3 separate regions of the Mus musculus genome follow, and regions 1 and 2 are each linked to region 3. The links are chromatin contacts, called in public HiChIP or PLAC-seq and promoter capture Hi-C maps. All regions are on one chromosome and are shown on one strand. Each heading gives the region's core, a stretch centred on a gene start, on an enhancer-like site or on the middle of the called end of the contact. The rest is flanking DNA. Distances are from core to core; before and after follow the strand shown.

Region 1 (3,250 bases), core at 386-2,885, 640 kb before region 3:
GCTGCTCTTTCGAAGGTCCTGAGTTCAAATCCCAGCAACCACATGGTGGCTCAACCACCCATAATGAGATCTGATGCCCCCTTCTGATGCATCTGAAGACAGCTACAGTGTACTTTTTATAATAATAAATAAATCTTTGGGCTGGAGCGAGCAGAGGTCCTAAATTCAATTCCAACAACCACAAGAAGATTCACAACCATCTGTACAGCTACATAAAATAAATAAAATAAATCTTAAAAAAAAAAGTTTTCAGGGCTGGAGAGATGGCTCAGCGGTTAAGAGCACTGACTGCTCTTCCAAAGGTCGTGAATTCAAATCCCAGCAACCATATGGTGGCTCACAACCATCTGTAATGCAATCTGATGCCTTCTTCTGAAGACAGCTACAGTGTACTTAGATATAATAATAAATAAATCTTAAAAAAAAAAGTTTTCAGCACAGGAACTGACTGCCAGGTTGTCTGTTGCTCTCACAGAAACATAGGGTGGAAACAGTGTCCTGTTGGCTGTGAGACCCTGAGCTCCCTACTAGGTCGACTACACAGGAGATCCAAAAATTAGTGCTAAGGCTCCCAGGAAGCAGAGGGAGAGACCTGGTGTCTTCAAACCCTCCTGCGGGTGGGAGGGGAGTGAACATCTGTGGGAATCCTTTTCCAAACTCTGTGCCTCACCCATTGGTAAACAGAACTGGTGTGTATAAAACGGTGAACCCACCAGCGGGGCCACCTGGTGTCTACCATTGTGGTCACATTTGTTCATAGATGATACTCCAGGTCTATGGAGGACTGTAAGCCTTGGAGTCCACCTACGCGGGACAGCCCTGTTCTCTTTCGTTCACCCTCTCTTTCAGCCTCTTTCAGCCCCATTTTTCCTGCAGGTCATGTGGCATGTCTGTGATATGCCTGGTAGAACATGGGTTTTGCACATCTGACCATAGCAGGCTTCAGTAGGACTGAAGGCTATTCTTTCTGTCCCATTAACTTAAAAAATATTATTATTATTATTATTATTATTATTATTATTTTAACCTAAGTTATCTTGGAAGTTGTCCCACATTAGTACATGAATCCAATTGCCGTGCAGCCCGGGAACCGACAGAACCCAGAAGGACCCACAGAGACTATTGGCGCTAGCTCTGCAGGCAATTCTCCGTTAGCGCAGTCTGCATCTTCTTGGCCAGGACTACCTTGGGAGAGTGGACGTGGGTGCAGAGAGAACTAGTCTAACTGGTTCTGTGACTGAGTGTAGAGCTGCCAAGACCGCGTGTGCAAGTTTTTCTCAGGGGATAGATCCTTCTTTCAGAGAAGCTACACATCACATACAAACAGGAGCACATGGATCAAAGAGCTACAGCACTCGCAAACCTTAGCTAACTTCAACACACGATCTAGATGAAACCCCGCACGGCAACCAGGAACTGACCTGCTTCAGCAAACAATAGCGCTGCTCTGTCCAATAACCCGCGACCCCAAACGTATTCCCAAGGTTGCAGAAGTCTGTTCCTTTAAAGAGGCCGAGCCCTAGATGGGCTACTTCCGCCCAGATGCAGCTTAGCTCAAGAGAACTGTCAGAAGCAGTGCGAAGCTCTGTGTGCCCTTTAAAGACTGGGCGACAGCCTAGGATCCCCAAGCATTTGCGCTCGGTGACATCACTTCCGGGGCGGAGACCTAAGAAGCGGTACAAACAAAACAAGGAGCCAAAGACCCACGGCGCGACTGGCTGTGGGTAGCCAGACCCAGGACTAGGGCTGCCTGCGTGGCGGCCGAGAACAGCGGGCCTTGGTGAGTGGGTCGAGTATGGAAAGGGACGCGCTGTCACCTCCCTGAATCCAATGACGCGGGCCCGACCTCCGCTCGCACCTCTCACCCGAGTTTCCGCCGCGGTCCCTGCAGATCCACGCCCCTCCGCGCACGTGCACCTTCCCAGAGGTTCCACCCGGGCTCCCCTAGTACTTGGTGCCGAACTCTTTCCTTGAACCCCTCCCTCTTTCTGATCTGCGGGACTATTCCCTGGTCTTTGGAATCTCAGGCTGGAAAAGACCGATTCTCCTATTGGTTTAGCCCGTCGCATGTATGCATTGGGCAGGAGTGACAGATCTAGGGAGGTGAGGTTGGAAGAGCTGGAGGTCAGCAATGACGCGTCCAGGCTGAAGGAACACAGCTTGGGAAGCCAGGGGACAATGAAATTGGAAGCTAAATTGAGAAGGAAAGAATGGAGGACCTGAAAGTTTCAAAGACCTTCTGCCTTGGAAAGGTGGCAGCAAAACCTTCAACCCCTGCTGACTGTTCTGCTCTCTGGAGCACACAGACTAGCAGACAGCGCAGGAGGAAGGGCAGGAGGTCTGCTTCTTGTGCTGGGGACGGAGGATAAGGAGGATAAGAGTATGTTCCGAGGCTTGGGACAGTGGAAGTGACCTGGCCACACAGTTGGTGAAGGTTAGGTTCCCCTGTGGCAGTCCAGGGGAAGCAGGGACTGGAGGCTAGTGTTGTGAGGAGATACTGGGGTGGCTTGACTCCCTGCTTTCCCAGTTCCATAGCTTGTTTGGGTTTTGGGTGTTGACTCTGGACCTTCTTGTCTCCCAGGGTCTGTAGAGGACAAGGCAGGAGACCAAGAGACGTTTGTGACCCACCACCTCCCCAGTGGTTTTCGTCTGCTGAGGACACCTGCTACAGAGCAGTTTCGTTACACTTCAGTGGCCTTTGTAGAGAGTGGGGGCTTCTGGGATTGCCCTGTGAATCAGGAATCCGGGCAGGTGGCTGGGTTTTTGACTTGCTGCTTGAAGGAGCTTCAAGGGAGGAAGCAAAAATGATTGCAGGTTTTGTGGGGGGACCGCAGAGGAACCTAGGTGGGATACATATACTAACCTCTTTGCCATCCCTGGGCTCTTTCACCTGCCCTGTCTTTATGGTTGGCCTTGGACTGGGACTTATGTTGGGAAATGTGTCCTTGGCCTCCTCAGCACTGCAGTCTGAGAGGAGACAGACATCAGGAATAGAAGCTGAGGGTTGAGCATTGTTAGGACAGCCCCATGGTAGTCCAGAGGAGAAGGTACCCACATGGACGATGTTGCCTGAGGTACACTTCCGGAAGTGGGATCCTGGAGGAGCAGGCGAGCCTGCAGCCTCAGTTCTGGCTCTTTAACCATGAACAAGTAGTGGCTCAGTTTCAGCCAGGTGTCTGGATCCCGGCTGAGGAGACAGTGCAGAGGTGGCCTGGACAGCGTCTGCACCTTTCTGGCTCTAGGTGCTTTA
Region 2 (2,988 bases), core at 258-2,757, 750 kb before region 3:
GGGGCCATCTCTCTAGGTGCCACCGGTCCCCATTGTGCAGGACTTGGGGCCCATCTCATGTAGAGGGGACGCATGCACATGGCAGCATACTAGACGTCTGGTGACCTTTGTAAGACAGTTGTCCCCACATGGGTCTTGGGTGATGTCATCATTGTAGGAGCAAAAACACAGGGGTAGGCAAGAGGCTTCATCAAGATGCCCCCACACTGAGTGCAGCTCAGGGCTCAGCATTGAGGTCTCACTCCCCTGTTGGCCTTCGAGGTCCCTGCTTGCTTACCTGAGGCTGGGGCTGAGTAGTCACATAGCCGGGGTCCATGAGTGACACAGCCAGATAAAGCAGCAGGGAGCTTAGCACCAGGAGCAGGAATGTGAGGGGCAGGAGCAGCTCCCCTTGCTCTTCCCATTGGCGTAGCTCTGGGGAGGCCAGAGGACAGTGAGAACCATAGCAAAAGGGAAGGGCAGGAGGCGGTGGGGGTAGAAAGAAAGTAGCTGGAGGTGATATGGAGGCTAGACCTGAGGGAGGCAGGAGGAAGGGGGCTCCCCAGGGGAAGAGTCAGCCCTGGAAGAGGGTGGAGCCAGCCAGGAGCTCCAGCTAGGAAGGTGCCAGCCAGCCTGTTTAAGCCCATGGCAGTGAAGGAGGATTATGGAGAGGAGGGAGGGCTAAGAAGTGATGGACGTGGTGACACCAGACAGCTGAGCGTAGGCAACTCTGGTACCCTTGGGTGAAAGAGAGCCAAGGAGGTTTTGAAGGTGGCTGACTCCTGGTGTGGAAGCCTGAGGACAAAGGGCAAAAGCGATGGAGGAGGGCTACAGAGGAAGCCTCTGGTGGGCTCTGTTCCTTCTGGAAGGGAAACCTAGGAGGGGGCAGGAAGGGGGTGAAGGGAATGATGGGGAAAGGAGATGCTACCAGGCGAAGGTGGGAAACCTGCTCCTCGCTATAGTGGCGTCCCTTGGGGTAGTTAGTCGGCTCATAGGATTTGGGGAGTGGACCGGAAAGCCAAGTCCTTAAGTCTAGCGGATTTCTTAATCTTATTTAGGGAGGGGTTGGGAGGCAATTTCTGGGAAGGACAGGTAGAGCCCAGGGATGGGAGAGATGGGGCCTCTAGTTGGTCCTCTGATGGGCTCTGGTGGTCTTTGGATGGATGGACATCTATCGATGACAGAAAATTACTGGGATTAATTAGGGTCCAACTTGGGAATCAGGCGGAGAGAGGATGATCCCCGGACCGACATAGGAGAAAGACGCTTGAGGAACTGGTGGGAGATAGAAATGGAGATTTCAATGTGTCTGAGGATTAGGGGGACCCCGGTATACCCACGCGTGATCGGGTGGGCTCGGGGTGGCGCGGTGTCCGGCTCACCGGTGTCGTGCAGGAAGAGCACCAGAGTGATTCCCCAGGTCAGCACGGTGTGCCCAGTCCGCACCAGCATCCCAGAGTTAAGCGGCGGCCAAAGAGCCATGGCCTTGGCCCCCGCCCGAGCCCACCCGGAAGAAGCGCGCAGAAGGTGGGGCCGCGGGGCAGCGGGGCTGCAGCAACGCGGGGATTGGTGGCTCTGCATTAGAGGCGGGGCACGGGCGGCTCAGGGAGGCTGTCTATTGGGTGCCACCGGCGGCCCCTCAGGCCAACAGGTGCCCGAGGAGGCTGAAGGCGGGGCCCGCGCGCGCACAGCCTACAACTCCCTAACTCCGCCTCCTGTGGGCCAGGTAACTTTGCAAAACCCGGGAGGCGGAAGCCTCCGAAGACAACCCCACCCCCGCATGCGCATGCGTGCCCATCTTTGATCCCCGGAGGCCACGCGGAGCTTGCTCCCAAGGGGCGATGGGCCGGGCTTGCAGGAGGGCACGCCTTGATGACACACTTTCCTCTTATTCGTTTTCTGATTTTGCAAACGGATGATGGGAAAAAGGAGGGTTCTGGTGCGGAGTCTGGACACGCATGGCCCAGCTTGGAGTCAGAGAAATAATTGTCCGGCCTATGACTCTCGAGGCAAGTTACTGAGCTTCTTTAGGCTACTTTCTGCCTCTTCAATGGGGTTGGTAATAGTACCCGCGTCTTAGACAGGTATTTGTCTCCCCTGCTACCACCACGGCCCAACCAGACTGACTTTCTCTCCTTGTGTTCCTTGAACCTCCCCCATTCAGCTGACTTCCACCTGATGACCCTCTTCTAGCCCAAAGCCCAGTGTGCATGCTCTTGGGATTTGTTTTGGTCAAATAGACATCCCTTTTTCTGAAGAACTGACTTCCTATGGCCAGGGTGGTTATGGAAGGATTGGTTGTCCATCGTGTGTGCGCGCGCACGCACCCGCGCGAGTGTGTATTGGGGGACGGGGGGACGGGGGGCGGTTAGGGCCAATCATACTATTCCATATGAGATTAAACAGAGGCTGGGGATTAACACAATTGGTAGACTGTCTAGCAAGCACTAAAGGCTGGGTTATCGCCCCAGCATGGTATATATGATATGGTGGTACATGCCTGAAATCTCAACAAACTGGTGATAGAGGCAAGAAAATTCAAGGCCATCCTCTATACATGTGGAGGGAGGGGACTAAAGCCAACTAATTGTGTGACATAAAAGCTAGTTCCCAAAGAAGGGGTTGGGCTGTCCACACCTTTTTGTTGTTGTTAAAGATTTATTTATTTGTTTTATGTAAGTACACTGTCACTTAAGATACACTTAAGGGCATCAGATTGCATTACAAATGGTTGTGAGCCACCATGTGGTTGCTGGGAATTGAACTCAGGACCTCTGGAAAAGCAGCCAGTGCTCTTAACCACTGAGCCATCTCTCCAGCCCCTGCCCACACCTTTAATCCAATTCTTTGGGATGTAGAGACAGGCAAAGGGCAGCCTGGTCCACATAATGAGTTCTAGGCCAGCTGTCCATAGAAAAATAAAACAAAAAGATCAAAACAAAGTACACAACCATTTGTGAGTCAGGGAGTGTGTGTGTGTGCAAGCTGATGTGATAGCTGGCTCACAGA
Region 3 (3,036 bases), core at 154-2,653:
TAGGAGCCCTGGGATTACAGGTGCCACTGCGATTGGCCTTTACTTGTGACATTGTGTTCACACAGCAAGCATTTCTCCCTTGCCCTCATCTCCACTTCTTTACTCCTCTCAATAATTTATTCGGCAATCAAGGAAACTAGGGTCTCAGATACTTGCTCAAGGTCCAAGCACAGTCTTGATATTAACACAGGAGGCTGGAGCCCGAGCATTGATGTAGGACATCTCTGCTCATCGTGCTCTGAATGGTGACTACATGAGATGAAGGATACCACTGTGGCCACAGCGCTCCCCAGACCCTAATGCAACGTATATAGGCTCTGGACCTCACTTTGCGCAGTAAACAAGAGCTTGGACAGGCCAACTTCAGTCGTTCTCTGAGCACTAAAATGAGCTTTAGCTTTTCCTGGTCTGTCCTGCAAGGGAACAGGAGCTAGATCGTTTCTCAGACCCTTTGCAATATCCCTGTGTCCTTGGCAGAGACTCAGGGTACCCCGGGGTGGGTCAGAGTCTCCAGGGTGGGTCTCGAGACGGTTTCCTGCTGCCCGCCTCTGACACCCTGAAGACCTCCTTGTGTTCTCTTTGGTGCTATGACTTCATGTCTTTCTGGCAGTAGCAAGGGGAGTGAAAATAGTTTTGGGGTAAGACTTGGGGTATTTGGAGCCCTGAAGAGTCTCCGTTCTTCTCACCCGCTGGTTCTCTGGTCTTTCTTGAAAAAGTTACATAAAAGATAGACCTGGTTTGTCTTTCCCTCCGCTGTCATTCATCTATGATCCTTGCTGAGTCTCTTCCTTGTGCACCCCAGAAGCTCGCCCCTTCCTACTTGGTTGGTCCTTAGGAGAACCTATTCTGGGGACAGGCGCATAAGTGTCACCCACTGCAACATGAGAGAAAAGGCCCAGCCTCCATGCCCGAACCTTCCTTTCGGCATGGAGGGAGCGGGGTGGTCCTCGAAAACTTCTCCTTCTTTCCATCAGTGTGGGAACAATGAGGGACAATCTGGGAAGCGTTCAAGGCCGCTCCTGGCTCCGTAGCAAATTCGAGGCTAATCTGCAATATATGAGACCCTGTCTAAGAAGGAGTGGACTGGAGGGGACAGGATCTGTCAACTTTCTTGGGGTGCCCCACCCCCAATATGCAACAAACAGAGGCGGATTCCCCACCCATCACCTCCAGAGACTCTGGTTGAGATATTTAAAGACCCCTCCCCACGGGATTTGGGCACCCCCTAAACTGCTTCTGGGAGTCCGAGGACCCCGGCCTGGCCCCGCCTCCCGCCGGACGGCGCAGGACGCGGGGAGGGGAGCCAGGGGCGAGGTCCGCCCCGACAAGGGGCGTGTGGCCCGGGCCGCTGGCTAGTGAGCGGTCCGCCCGTAGGGGAGGGCAGAAAGTTCGGGTCCCCGACCGACTGACTTGAGATCCGGCACAGTGAGCAGCGGGAGGCGGCGGCGGCCGGCAGAGGCGCGGCCAGGGCATGGACAGCGCGGCCGCCGCCTTCGCCCTAGACCCGCCAGCGCCCGGCCCGGGGCCCCCGCCCGCACCCGGCGATTGCGCCCAGGCGCGCAAGAACTTCTCGGTGAGCCACCTCCTGGACCTGGAGGAGGTGGCGGCTGCTGGGCGCAGGGCTGCGGGGCCCGTTTCGGGGCCCGCCGAGGCGCGGGAGGGAGCGGCGCGCGAACCGTCCGGGGGCAGCAGCGGCAGCGAGGCGGCGCCGCAGGACGGTGAGTGTGCGGCGTGGGAACCGGGCAGGGGCGGCGGGACTCGGACTACAGCACTCCGGGTCCAGGGATCCCTTCCTTAAGTAACTCGGGCTGAGGAGTTCACTGGCTGCAGGATCCACTAGCTCTGGAACTTTTAGTTGGTGGAGTCTTTGGCTTGTGCGACTGTGACTGTGGGATCGGCGGATAATGGGACAACACACACACACACACACACAGAGAGAGAGAGAGAGAGAGAGAGAGAGAGAGAGCTAGCTCCAAGATCCCAGCTACAGAGACCATGGACTGCAGGACTAGTGGACTGTTGAACCCTGGCTGTGGGATCCCTGGGCTGTGGGGACACAGGGTTTGCGAGACTGTGGCTGTGGACCAGAGCAGCTAAAGGAACCCCCTAGCTGCAGGATCTCAGCTGTGGGCACTGGAGGACTGGATTGTTCACAGTGGGAGCCACAATCACAGAAACCACAGTCCAGTGGTGTGGTGAGAGGTGACCTGCTGTTGTTTCAAAAGTCCCTCCTTCAGGGGAGACCCTCTTTGAACCAGATCCACTTACAATCTTGAGGATGTGTGACTTGGGGAAAGCTGGCTTCCCTTGCACTCCATACCAGCCTACCCTCAGAAGCTGGTGCCTTTGCTGCTGGGGGAAACTGAGGCTGTGGAGAGGCCGAGCCACTAAGCCAAACTTAGTCTAGGACCTTCAAACTAAGACAAGTCTTCAGAGGGTTTGTGGGGTGGAGATATCTGCACAACCACGCCCACCAGTTTGGGGTGGAGGATCTCTCAGGACAGCTAGCTAGGCCTATTTCCCCAGCAGAGGTTAAAGGTCATCTGGAAGGGGCTTTAAAAACAACCAGTCCACCCAATACCACCACGCGCGCGCGCGCACACACACACACACACACACACACACACACACACACACACAAAGTCACACAGGATTATAAAGTCCTCAGCTCAGCTTTTCAAAGAAGAGGGAGTTTGTGTGGGGAGCTGACAGAACAGGGGTTGGTATCCGCCCCCCACACCTTCCCACCCACCCTAAGGACTCCACTTCCTGTGGAAGATCATGGTTAGAGGGATGCTCAAGCAAGCTGGGAGCCTCTGCTCTCAGGTGCCAGTGATGACAGTGACACTGTCTCAAAGCCAGGCTGTGAGCACATGTGTCCTGAAACATCCACGGAGCACCTTCTGATAACCCCCTGCTGCTGCCAGGCAGGCATGTCACTCAGCCCCGAGAGGCCCCTGCCTTCTGTGCTGGTGTCCACTTCCCACCATTTGTAGGGGCCTGGCTGCTCTCTTCCCTCGGGTGTTGGGTGATGGA

What was found. Promoter capture Hi-C pulls out the DNA fragments that hold promoters and counts their contacts. HiChIP or PLAC-seq counts read pairs in DNA pulled down with a chosen protein or histone mark.
Region 1: an H3K27ac HiChIP or PLAC-seq map of double positive thymocytes shows a contact between it and region 3, with 5 times the contacts expected there. The contact joins the promoter of Kyat1 here to the promoter of Prrx2 in region 3. A contact is called at or near these places in 1 of 115 datasets of contacts at active chromatin or transcription factors (double positive thymocytes) and 3 of 9 other capture datasets (adipose tissue, embryonic stem cells and liver).
Region 2: a promoter capture Hi-C map of neural stem cells shows a contact between it and region 3. The contact joins the promoter of Zdhhc12 here to the promoter of Prrx2 in region 3. A contact is called at or near these places in 1 of 39 promoter capture datasets (neural stem cells) and 1 of 115 datasets of contacts at active chromatin or transcription factors (microglia).

The regions. Positions count from the first base shown.
Region 1 is chr2:30,204,212-30,207,461 of GRCm38.p6, forward strand. It overlaps Kyat1 (kynurenine aminotransferase 1), which reads right to left and starts at 1,636. Exons shown (of 13, transcript NM_001356474.1): 1 at 1,422-1,636. Gm31201 (a long non-coding RNA gene) reads left to right here and starts at 1,638. Exons shown (of 2, transcript XR_374214.4): 1 at 1,638-1,780.
Region 2 is chr2:30,092,128-30,095,115 of GRCm38.p6, forward strand. It overlaps Zdhhc12 (zinc finger, DHHC domain containing 12), which reads right to left and starts at 1,508. Exons shown (of 5, transcript NM_001037762.1): 1 at 1,362-1,508; 2 at 278-414. The coding sequence starts at 1,461.
Region 3 is chr2:30,843,964-30,846,999 of GRCm38.p6, forward strand. It overlaps Prrx2 (paired related homeobox 2), which reads left to right and starts at 1,404. Exons shown (of 4, transcript NM_009116.2): 1 at 1,404-1,718. The coding sequence starts at 1,472.